4 separate regions of the Mus musculus genome follow, and regions 2, 3 and 4 are each linked to region 1. The links are chromatin contacts, called in public HiCAR-type and promoter capture Hi-C maps. All regions are on one chromosome and are shown on one strand. The core of a region is the stretch at or near the end of the contact, and the rest is flanking DNA. Distances in the headings are between cores, read along the strand shown. Region 1 holds the start of Actr2 (ARP2 actin-related protein 2). Region 2 holds the start of Pno1 (partner of NOB1 homolog). Region 3 holds the start of B3gnt2 (UDP-GlcNAc:betaGal beta-1,3-N-acetylglucosaminyltransferase 2). Region 4 holds the start of Ppp3r1 (protein phosphatase 3, regulatory subunit B, alpha isoform (calcineurin B, type I)).

What was found. Promoter capture Hi-C pulls out the DNA fragments that hold promoters and counts their contacts. HiCAR-type assays count read pairs that join an accessible place to other places. Capture Hi-C pulls out chosen DNA fragments and counts their contacts.
Region 2: a promoter capture Hi-C map of pre-B cells shows a contact between it and region 1, with 8 times the contacts expected there. The contact joins the promoter of Pno1 here to the promoter of Actr2 in region 1. A contact is called at or near these places in 5 of 39 promoter capture datasets (cranial neural crest, embryonic stem cells, hippocampal neurons and 2 more), 5 of 115 datasets of contacts at active chromatin or transcription factors (astrocytes, embryonic stem cells, extraembryonic endoderm stem cells and 1 more) and 1 of 9 other capture datasets (adipose tissue).
Region 3: a contact with region 1 is called in a promoter capture Hi-C map of liver, with 3 times the contacts expected there. The contact joins the promoter of B3gnt2 here to the promoter of Actr2 in region 1. A contact is called at or near these places in 1 of 39 promoter capture datasets (liver) and 2 of 9 other capture datasets (adipose tissue and liver).
Region 4: a HiCAR-type map of astrocytes shows a contact between it and region 1, with 6 times the contacts expected there. The contact joins the promoter of Ppp3r1 here to the promoter of Actr2 in region 1. A contact is called at or near these places in 2 of 39 promoter capture datasets (embryonic stem cells and pre-B cells), 1 of 484 Hi-C or Micro-C datasets (B cells), 2 of 115 datasets of contacts at active chromatin or transcription factors (astrocytes and large pre-B cells) and 2 of 9 other capture datasets (adipose tissue and liver).

What each region holds. Positions count from the first base shown.
Region 1 is chr11:20,111,545-20,114,496 of GRCm38.p6, reverse strand. It overlaps Actr2 (ARP2 actin-related protein 2), which reads left to right and starts at 1,546. Exons shown (of 9, transcript NM_146243.2): 1 at 1,546-1,692. The coding sequence starts at 1,645.
Region 2 is chr11:17,210,194-17,212,893 of GRCm38.p6, reverse strand. It overlaps Pno1 (partner of NOB1 homolog), which reads left to right and starts at 1,305. Exons shown (of 7, transcript NM_025443.2): 1 at 1,305-1,581; 2 at 1,757-1,906. The coding sequence starts at 1,387. Wdr92 (WD repeat domain 92) reads right to left here and starts at 1,001. Exons shown (of 8, transcript NM_178909.4): 1 at 748-1,001. The coding sequence starts at 930.
Region 3 is chr11:22,858,485-22,861,433 of GRCm38.p6, reverse strand. It overlaps B3gnt2 (UDP-GlcNAc:betaGal beta-1,3-N-acetylglucosaminyltransferase 2), which reads left to right and starts at 1,699. Exons shown (of 2, transcript NM_016888.5): 1 at 1,699-1,940.
Region 4 is chr11:17,157,967-17,160,745 of GRCm38.p6, reverse strand. It overlaps Ppp3r1 (protein phosphatase 3, regulatory subunit B, alpha isoform (calcineurin B, type I)), which reads right to left and starts at 1,448. Exons shown (of 6, transcript NM_024459.2): 1 at 1,204-1,448. The coding sequence starts at 1,206.

The sequences.
Region 1 (2,952 bases), core at 297-2,796:
CACAACCCAAACCAAAATTTAAATGCTTGAAATTGGCATCATAAACAAGCTCTCTCCTGACTTGTATTGTGGCAGTCGGAATGCCCCCAGAAAACTGTGCCAAAGAGTTTAGAAAAAAAATGTACAATAAAAGCAAATACACTCGAAGCCGGGCGTGGTAGCGCACGCCTTTAATCCCAGCACTTGGGAGGCAGAGGCAGGCGGATTTCTGAGTTCGAGGCCAGCCTGGTCTACAAAGTGAGTTCCAGGACAGCCAGGGCTATACAGAGAAACCCTGTCTCGAAAAACAAAAAAAAACCAACCAAACAAACAAAAGCAAACAAACAAAAAAGAATAAGTTTCTGTTTCTTAGGTCTGATGTAAACTGCAAAACAAGTTTTCAGCCTAGCTAAACTTGGGATTCACATGACATATACTCTGACCCTTGACTCTTCCCTTTCACTGTATCTAACAATTCGCTCACATCTCGCCCATAAAACGGACCTCAAGCGACCGGCAGCGGTGAGACAGGTGGTTGGCCAGTCCTGGTGTACCCCAAAATTGCTCCAATTGGACAATCATGGATTTGGTCTTTTTAACTTAATATTCTTAGTTTTAACACAAGGATAGACAATGCGACCCTGTCTCAGAAAACAAAACTAAACTAAAATTAAAGGAAAGAGTTTTGTTCTTTGTTTTCGAGAAAGGGTTTCTTTGTTGTAGCCTTGGCTGTCTTAGAACTAGCTCTGTAAATAGACCAGGCTGGCCAGGAATTCACAGAAATCCAACTGCCTCTACTTGTGTGCTGGGATTGAAAGCAAGTTCACCACTATGCGCTAAGTGAAAGCATTATCTTTCTTTTTTGACAGGGTTTCACTTTATAGCTCTGGCTGACCTGAAACTTGCTATGTAGACCAGGCTGGCCTCCAACTTAGAAATCCGTCTGCTTCTGCCTCCCAAGTGCTGGGATTAAAGGCGAACGCCAACAGTGCCCGGGTGCATATTCAATTTCTTAAAGAGGTGCGTGTAACACTTGTCCCTGTTTCCAAGGGAGGTTACAGAGGACCTCAATTTTAAAGTCTGCATTTGGCAACATGGTGAGTTCCTGTTTGAGAAAATCAAAGAGGGAAGTGGTGAAGCAGAAAGAAACGAAAGCATCCCGCCAGGCTCCTAGGGCTGCATGCAACTGGAGGTGTGGAATAAACCGGAGGTTTGAAACTTGTAGGTGTATCCACCCAGGCCTAGGAGCAATGACACATCATGCCTCGGGACCTCCAGGTGGCTTTCGGTCTTCCTAGCCGGCTGCTCCACCCTTCTCCACTGCCGTCCCGCCACACACCCTCCGGCCTTCACCTGCCTGCCTCCTGTACAGCCGGCCCGGCCGCGCCCTAGGTCCCGAGACAACTTGGTCAGAGCCGCCGCCCCACCAGCCAAGCGCAGCCCCGGAAGCAGAACGAGGCGAGAGGGCGCGCCCGGGTCCGCGCCGGACAGCTCTCATTGGCCTTCTCGGCTGCCAGTCCCCGCTCTTCTTTTCTCTCTCTGCACCGCCCTCTTGGAACGGCTGCCGGGCGGGGACTTCCGGTTTGGGCGGAGCGGCGGGCCGAGGGCGGGGCCGTGTGGAGGAGGAAGCAGGCCAGGCCGGGCGGCGGCTCACCAGGACGAACCATGGACAGCCAGGGCAGGAAGGTGGTGGTGTGCGACAACGGCACTGGGGTAAGGCCCGGCGGGGCGGCCGCGTGTGTGTGCGGGGTGCGCGCGGGCCCCTCGGCTGCGCGGCTGGGCTTCGGGGGCGCGGGCAGGCGCGCGGGCGGGCGAGCTCTCGGGGGGCGCCGGCCGGCCCGGAGCCGGTGGCCCGGAGCTAGGCTACCCGCGCTGCACCCGAAGGCGGCGGAACCTGTCCCCGCGCGCTCGCAAGCATCCGCCGGCGTGCCGAGAGATGGGTCTAGACGGTGAGAGGCCCTGTCCCTCGGTGGCGAGGAGGTCTCCATTTCCGAGGCTCGCCTGTGTTCGTCCATACAAGACCTAGCGGCCTTCCTCTTCCTGTGTAGCGAAAGATGCCGAATGCGAGGCAGGAAACGGGTTCCGCAGAGAAAAGAGGAAGTGCTGTCAGGCCCCGGGCCGCGGCTGGAGTCTGCCCCGGGAGAGCGTGTGGGCTGTCCTTGTCGTCTGTGGTTTTGAGAGAGGGGGATGGTCAGCAGCTCCTGCTTCACCTCTTGCTTTGCATGCCGCCCTATTATAGACCTAGGACCTCTCAAGTAAATTCTAGTGGGAAGTTGGATCATTTCTGGTTCCTCCTCTGCTTCATTTTTTTTTTCTGTTAAGTACAGGATAGACACGTTAGTCTTGAAGATGCTAAAAATGTCAAAATAAGCCTAAAGTTCTGATTCAGAAAACTCGTTGCAACTGGTTTCTTTCTATCCCCAGTTAAAAGGGTGGAGCATCAAAGTTCCAGTTTTGAAGATGCAACTGTTTCTGACTCCTTTAGCGATTTGCAACATTTTGTGACTTTTCTCCTCTCTGCCACAGAGACGACACACAAATTAAAATAGATTTTACTTGAATTACACCTTTGAAGCCAGATTGTTGAAAGGGGAAGGAGCTGGTATTCACTGCCATTATAGTGCCCTTGGTTGAATTTGTTACAAACTTTGACAATTATTGTACTAGCTTCATTTAAGCTAAATCTGGGCTAGAATAGGATAGGTAACAATACAAAGGGACATCCATACCACTGCTGTGGTAACAGCCCTAAGATTCAGTAACTTAAAGGTTTTTAAGCAACCCCATTTATGTGCTCATTAGAGATATTTATATTTGCAGACTTCATGAAGGGATACATAAAATGCATCTCATTTTTTGAGATAAAGGATAAAGCAGTGAGGGAAATGGTACAATTTTATAAAGCTTCTAAATTATCAGGAAAAAGGTTTTTAAAGCAAAGCCTGTATTGTTACACTATATTTAAGCTAAATT
Region 2 (2,700 bases), core at 56-2,555, 2.9 Mb after region 1:
GTGGTTGTTGCAGATAGGGTTTCAAACTGAAATTCTCCTGCTGTTTTCTCTTGATTGCCGTGAGTAAAGGTGTGCAACACCACTTCTAGCTCGTGTTTTTCTTTTTTAAAAAGATAATAAACTACCTTCCACCATTATCACTGAGCTTTCTCACATGCTGTTTTTTGTAAGAAACTTCATACTCTACTCTAAATTTGCTTTAGTTAGTTTCTACTCGTCCTGCATCTGTTTTTACTTTTATAGACCTGCACATTAGAAAACTCATCTTGATGAGTTTACATGTATGTATGCATTCTTGGTCTGGCTGTTGGACTGTCTCCCCCAACAGAAAATAAACTCCATGATATAGCTGGCATTGCAATTCCCATGCCTGGGACTATCAGGCATTGAACTGACACTTCTTGAAAGGATGTGGTATTTACTAGTTCGTCATCAACTTTGTTGTAGGTATCCCGGTGCCTCCTTTGGTTTTGCTTGTATGAAATGTGGGTTTATTGCATATATCTACTAGTAGACTACGACAACTGCTAACAGCCTATAAGGTCCAAGAACGTTGCCACGAAATGTTAACTTCACTTCCCAGAAACCTTGCAACGGACTGCACGGAGGATGGTGGGAGGAAGAGGCTGCAGTGAGAGCCTAGTTTGAAGTATTTCTCAATCTGTCACCTCCTTTCTGTTTCTGCTGGAGCATTGAGGAATCAGACCCTAGATCACGCAAACCCAAACGGTCCAAGCCTGCACCCACCTCCCGCAGCAGCTTGAGGTCCCCGCGCTGGATCTCGTACACCTGGATAACGCCGGTGCCCCGGGCAAAGTTGCCCATCGTCACGAATTTGGCACTGCAGGGCACCCATTTGCTGTCGAACACTGTGTAGTTGAGGCCCTTTTGAATGTGGACAATGATCTGAGGCTTCTCGAAGGTGGACATGGTGTAGATGCAACCAAACGCTAACTTGGTAACCAGACTGCAAACAGATCAGGGGCAGTTTGTCCCTCCCTAGCCGCATTCTACCCGGAAGCCTTAGCAAGTTGGGCTTGGATGCCTCCGAAAATGCCGTGTGAGCTACTGAGACCGCAACAGATGCTTCTCCACACATGGCACAAGCTAATTTACTGCCGTTACCACAACGACTTTACATAGACACAGTAAAGACTGTGAATGCTTCGGCTGCGAGCGTATGAGGGCACGGAGACATTAGCAAACAGGCATATCCCAGGACAGCAATTCCGAAACGCGGACCAATCCAGCCTTAGGCCCCTGGCATGGACCCCGCCTAGGAAAAGGGGTGGTGTCTTCAAATCGATTGGTGGAGGCTGGCGCATGCGCTGTACAACCACGCACGTGTTCCTCTAGTCGTACTTGCCGGGATTGATCTTGGCCGAGATGGAGACGCAAAGCACCGGAACGGAGGACGGCTTTACTCCCGTCACGCACAGAGGGGGCCGCCGGGCGAAGAAACGACAGGCTGAGCAGTCGTCAGCGGCGGGACAGGATGGAGAAGCCGGACGCATGGACACGGAGGAGGCGCGGCCGGCGAAGAGGCCGGTCTTCCCGCCGCTCTCCGGGGATCAGCTCCTGGTGGGGATCAGGACGGGACGGGACGGGGCGGGGCGGGGCCCGGGCGTCCAGGTGAAAGGGTCGGTTCTCGGTTTTGTTTTGTTTTGTTGTTTTGGGGGGTTTGTTTGTTTGTTTGTTTTTTCGCCTAGGCCCGCATCTCTCAGTCGCCTCCTGAGTGTGTATGTTTTTATTGCAGACTGGGAAAGAAGAAACGAGGAAAATTCCCGTCCCAGGTAACAGATACACACCGTTGAAAGAAAACTGGATGAAGATATTTACTCCGATTGTAGAACATTTGGGACTTCAGATACGCTTTAACCTGAAATCAAGGAATGTAGAAATCAGGGTAAGGAAGAGGGTAGCCATTTCGTAGCCTACCATTTCGTAGTTTCAGCCTTAATAAAAGTAGACAATGATACACGGTAGTGCCTAAACAAGTGGTAATTGTAGGTACTTTCTTCAGTGTAAGTGCTCTTTTTGGAGGAAACGTGTGCCACTTAGAAAAAAATGTAAATTAATTCCTTTATTTTTTTTTCAGTAGATCTTCGGTGTCAGTGCCAAATTAATTTTCCCATATCACAATGCTTTTATTATGGTATTCTAGCCTCCTCGGCATTCCTAAGGGATAAAGGCCAGACACTTGACTAAGCCTGCCTTTCAAGTAGGAGACCCAGTTGTGTTTGTTTCCCTTTTTTTTGTTTTTTTTTGTTTTTGGTTTTTTTTTCCCCTGCCAGTATCTTTGGTGGCTCTGGTCTCTGGAGAAGGCCACTTTCTCTGCTGTCTTCTTACTTCAGTTCCAGTCAGCTTTCAAGAGAACTCAAGCTCTCTTCAGAAGTTTATACATTTCTGTTCTACTTTAGCTGCCTTGTTTACTGCAGGGTCATTGGTTTGTGTTCTTAGTATTTGCTGATACCATATATCAGATGCACAGTGATAGCTTAACGTATACCACATCATTTGTTCCTTAAGGTATGACATAGATGATATACACCCATAGACATGAGAGTGCTGGAGGATTAGGCAGGGGTGAGAAAACTTAAATCCTAGATGTTCATGGGACTTGCCGAGAGTCATACATAGGGTGAGAGCCAGAGTCTGGGGCTTTGTGGCTTTGTTCTTGTTTTATTTTTGTTTTCTTTC
Region 3 (2,949 bases), core at 450-2,949, 2.7 Mb before region 1:
CTTTACTCAAAACTTCTTGCCTAGCAATCCTTGAAAGCATGTCTGTGGCTTCGGAGAGCCATTTAAGGGGGAAATACAATAACAAAATGCCCACCAAGAATCCAGCTTTGTCTCGTCACAACGTTTAAATATCAATACGGCAGTCTGCAGTTAATCAAGTACACAGACCTAACTTCTAATTTGCTTCTTTTATTGGCTTTCTGAATTATAAATATAATCGTGGGAAAAAATTCCTCAGAGTCAAGAAAAGCATACAATTTCTCTTCCTTTCTTGTTCAGAGTGACAGTGGTTAACAGTTTATGTGAACATATAAAAATCCAAGTTGTTGTTGTTGTTTGGGAACGTAGTGACAAACATAAGAACAGATCGGTCTGCAGATTGTCAATCTTAACATTTCCAGAACCACTGACTCAGAATTCCTTCTTGTGGATGACCGTACACACGTGGCTCTGCGCTCAACCCAAACAACTCGCACTTACTTCTTTCTGCGGCTGTAAGTAAGACTTCGTGGTCTTGGTCGAGCTGGCTGAAATTCAATCTCCAGCGCTCGAAAGTCAATGGCATCCCTTTGACTAACTCCATCTGACAGCCTTCTGAAAAAAAAAAAAAAAAAAAAAAAAAGCAAACAGGTGTAGAGTGTTAACTTCTCAGTGTGATTATCTCCAGAGGGTCGACCGAAGGCCTTAGCAATAAGAATGGAGGGGAGAGGAAGCAGCTTCCAAGCGCGTCCCAGGTTGTGGGGACCAGGCTCTAGGTTCGGTGTTGAGGGCGTGCCGACTCGGCCGGCCCACCCAGCTCTACAAACTAGAGCAACTTCTCCATCCGGTCTCCCCGGCTTTTTCCTGGGCCTCACCTTGGCACGTAGCGCTCTGGGGAGCCTGGGGAGGCGCTGGGTTGGGGGTGGGGGACCGTTCCGGGTCCCGCGTGATCCATGCTTGGGTGTGGTTGGTGCTCAGTCCAGCGGCATCACGGGGGTTCAGCGTTCAGATGTCTTGCTAAGCCCAACTTCTGAAGTCGCCGAGCGAACTCCGCACCCAGCGCCTCCCGCATCTTGCATTCTTGACTTCCTGAGACCCGAGTGGAACCACGTGGAGACCTCATCGTGTCTTTGATGGCTTCATAACCTGAAGGTCCGAAGAGGCCAGATAGGCACCACCCTCAGGCCTTGGGCATCTATCTAGGTGGCTGCCGCTACTATGTACGCTGAGAGCAAAGGTCAGGTGCACTTGGGTTTCCCTCTTCTCACCTCCCCTCGTGGATCCCGCTCACAAGCCACTCGGAGCCGTCTAGACTTAGCTACATGCCAGTGCTGGCTGGCAAATTCTCACCAAGCGCCACGCCCTGGTAGCTGAAGAGTTTACACTAGACCCTGGATCTCAGCAGGGTTTGGGACTCAAGTCTCAGCTGTTTTTCTGGGGGAGGCTACTTCCTGGCGGAGCGGGGGAGACTGTAATCTTTGGACACCGCGCGCTCCAGTGAAGCCTTAGGTTTTCTCAGTGCTACGAGGGGCGGAGAGCTCGGGAAGGGCCCGGGGGCGCAGTCCCAGCGGGACCTGGGCGCCAACTGGCGGGAGGGTTCGAGTTCGGCCTTTCCCAAACTTGGGCCACGGGGCGGGAGCGCGGCCTTCCCGGCGGTGACGCGCGCGGTGGCGCGGCGTGTGATTGGAGAATCGGGCGGGGGCGGGACCGAAGGGACGCGGCAGGGGGCGGCGGTGCCAGGAGCCGGGGCCGAGAGTAAGGCTCAGCGGCCGCCGCGGCAACAAGTGCTGGAGCTGAGGCGAGCCGGAGCCGCCCAGACCCCGCCGGGCCGCCCGTCCGCGCATTGCGCATGGAGCGAGAGCGGCGGCGGTCGCGGGGCTGAGCCGCAAGAGCGGCTGGGACGTGGATGCGGCCGCGGTCTTCCGCCCCGCCCCGCCGAGCTGGAGGTGTCCCTAGACAAGGTAGGGCCGGGTGGGTGGGCACCGGCCCTGCATCCCCGCCCCGCCGCGCTAGTTCCGGCCGGTGTGGGCGCCCCGCGCTCTCGCCGCTCTTCTGTGGCTCCTGCGTTGTCTGCGCATACGTTCCATCGGGTTCCCCTCACCGCTCCCAGTCTCACTTTCCTGGCCTCCGCACATCATTTCCCTGGCCTCCTCACCTCCCGGATATCCTCACCGGTCTCCGTTCTCCTGTCCGGCTTCCTCACCTCCTGGTCCTTCTCCCCTCCTTTACAGCCTCCTCACCTTCTCCCCAGTCTCCCGGCCTCCACCTCCTTCCTGACCTTCTCACCTGCTCGACCTCCGCTCTTCCTGCACCCACAGGGAGAGGGCAGCGACACCCTGAGCCGCGCTGTACCCCGCGCACGAGGTGCGGGCCTGGGCGGCGGGGGAGCGTCGCGGGCGGTGTTCTGCCCCGCCCGCGCACTGCGCTGGTCTAGGGTGCCGCAGGGGCAGATCAGGTGTTTGTGAGCCGCTGGCTGCCGCTTTTCACCCCCATCCGCTGGCACTGTTATCTTCGGGTCCCCAAAGACTGGTTTCTGTGAAACTTCAGGAGAACCTTTCGCGTTGACCTCTAAAAAATATTCCACGCCGCCCGCGTTGAATGATTAACTAGACTCAGGACTGCCTGGGGAGCTGGCCCTGCGACTGGCAGGTGGGCGCACCTGAGGGGCTGGGACCCTTCTGGGGACGTAACACCTAGCACCTGCTCAAATGCACTCGCCTAGGGTCCTCTGAGCTCCCGGGTCTTGTGTGGGAAGGAAGCTCTGAAGACTCCTCTCTAGTGTCATAGTGCGTGCGAGGTCATCTTGAAAAGTAATGCACACTTGGGTAACCTGGGCTGGCCCCATGTTCGCTCCTGCCCCAAATACAGGGTGGCTGGCCTTCGCTCCCCTGCCCACTGTGGTCTCCCAACTTGACTGCTTCAAACGATTAAACCTGTTCTTCTGCCCCCTCCGCTCCCCGCCAAGCCGTA
Region 4 (2,779 bases), core at 199-2,698, 3.0 Mb after region 1:
AGCACTTAAATCTTACATGCGAGGGGGTATTGTACAATTAAAGAGTCTAAGTATCACAAATCCGCCTGAAATTCTTTGATATGTACTGAAAAGATGTTTACAGTAAGTGTCACAATCCCGTATCCTGTTTAACTAAATGACATATAACTCGCAGTGCAGCTATGTTTGTCTGTGAACACAATTCTTGATTGCAAAGACGAAACGGAGGCCCAGTGAAGCTACAGAACCAGTAAGGTAACAAGCTAAAGGCGTCATAGATTTCTTGGCTATGGTGACAGGCAGGAGGCACACCCCTAGCGTCAGCCAGAAATACTACATGGTGAATTCCACCTACGGATTAATAGGAAAGTAAGGAAGGGAAAATTTAAATCGCCATCGTTCAAAAACAACTACCACAAGCACCGGAAAAACAGAAATAAAAATACTAAGAAAATATTAACAAACCAATATGAGCATTTCTCTAGGCCCGGTGTCTTAGCTAATATACACGCTGGCCCTTTCATGTTCACCAACGCAGAGAAAAGCGGCCTCGGGAAAAAAAAAAATCCCCTACGGTTGCAAACAGCAGAGAGATAAATGCGAAAACGAGCGAAGAAGGCAAGAAAGTGGAAGGATCCCTGCCAAGGCTCGCTGCTGGAAAATGCGGAGTGAGTGGGAGGAAGCACAACTCTGGAGAAGTGGGTCTTACATAAAGCGCCATTTGCCGCACACTATCATTTCCACCGGATTTCAGAAAACCCAACCTGGAAACCCATCTGGGGGCGGAAAGTGGGTTTCACGTGGAGGAGGGTAGCGAGGGCGCAGCCCCCCGGGACCGGGGTTCAGAAAAGGCCGAACGAGCCAGACAGGCGACGGGGCCGGGGTTGCGCGGAGGCCCACGGGCTTAGGAGCCCGGGGGCGGCGGCTCTGTGGGCGCCCGGAGGCCCAGGGTCGTGCGGAGGGCGGGGGCGGCGAATCTCGGGGAGCGCGGAGACGTCCGGCGTTTGCAGGGGGCCGGGGGGCGCGCGGAGGCCCGGAGGAGGCGCGCAGGGGCTGGGGGGCTTGCAAGGGCCTTGCAGCGGCCCGGGAGCGCGCAGAGCCGGGGGCCGCGCAAGTAGCCGAGGACTTGAAACCCAGCACCTGCACCCTCCAGGCCTCTGGAATTTTCTATCCGAGAGGACGCCCCGGGCCCTCCCTCGCGCGACCGGGGAACCGAGGTCTCACCATCTTGCTCGGCGGGCGGCGCTGGCGGCGGCTGTAGGATCCTCGGGACGCGGCGACGGCGGCTTTGCTGTCCGGCGCCGGGCGGGGTGCAACGGGGCCTGGGCCCGGAGCGAGGCGGGCGGAGTCCCGGTTGGAGATGCGTCGGCGGGAGGAGAGGGTTGCAGCCTCACGCTCACAGGCGGCCCCGACTCGTTGCAGCGGCTCGCGCTGACCGCAACCTCAAGGCACGGAACAGGGCGCGCAGAGGGCGGAGCGAGCGCGGGGCGGGGCGGGGCGGAGCCTGCGGGAGGCTGACATCCGGGAACCCGCGCCCTGCCGTGCACACGCTCTCCAACCGGATTGCTCGCAGAGCCCCGCTAGCGCTCCGCCAGCGCTTTTTGCGTACCGTGCGCCGGGGGACATGGAGATGGGGGGGCAGACGTCTTGACGTTGGGAGAGCCGCGCTTCCTGTCATGTGACCGAAGGAAGGCCGGCAGGAGGAAGACTCCTGGGAGGAGAAAATGGGGAGAATGACAGGACCTGCCACAGGGCTGTGTCGCTCTTGGGGGGTGACACCATGTCACTATGGCGAGGCACGGGCAAGTCTACACTGTGGAGTCAAGCGCGCAGTTGGAAAAATAGGAGAAGCAAAGCTAGCTGCAGCTTAGGTCCTGGGAGCCACTGACAAGAGTGGGGGATTGCTTCCCACTCCAACAGACACTACCTCTAGGTTGCCCTGCAGCTGGTGCAGAAAGAAGCCTTTAAGAGAAATACTACGAGACAGACTGCCCTGTTGTCCATGTAGTAAGGGTATGTCCGTAATGGTGGCAGTTGCCTTACTATAGAAGTGAAACTACAGTAGGTAATAAAGTCCATGGAAAGAAGTTATATTTAAGAGGAAAAGATAAGTTGGTAGGAGAGATGTGATAAAGATAACGTATTTATGTTATTTATTTTAGTCAGGTTTTGAATAGATAGAAAATAAAGGTCAGGGTATGTCCTGCTCTACCTGTTTCATCTTCTGTAAGTGTAGATTATTTTTTAGCTTTTGAGAGACGAGCTTTGACTCCACTTTGAGGATGGGGGATGCCTGCACCGGAGGGGACACGAATGCTACTTACCATGTATCCAGTTCCACTCACAGACTGAAAATGCCTTATAGCTTGGCGTTGAAAGGGTGGCACCCTATGAATTTATCAGGGTAAACTGTAACAGCGCATAGGTTTGTTACAATTGTTTGGGAAACCAGGCACAAGAACGTGGTAGGCACATCATACCAAGAAAAGGGTGCAACGTCCTCACCTGGACTCCATAAAGAGATAGACATCTAGCACTGTGATGGCAACAACCCCTACCAATCTATCATCCGACCATCCTGATAGGCAAAGAACACTTGACTGCCCCTGAGGCTTGAACTCAGTTAAGTCCTCACTGTTGACAAGGTTTGGTCAACTGTCCATCTTTCTATTCCTCCAGCTGTACCATCCATCCATCCCTTCATCTGGACCTACATTTGGCTCTTAGGCCTCTACAGCTGAACTCAACTCTATAGCTTCCCATTTAAACCATTGACACTCCCAACAGCCTGCTCCAGCAT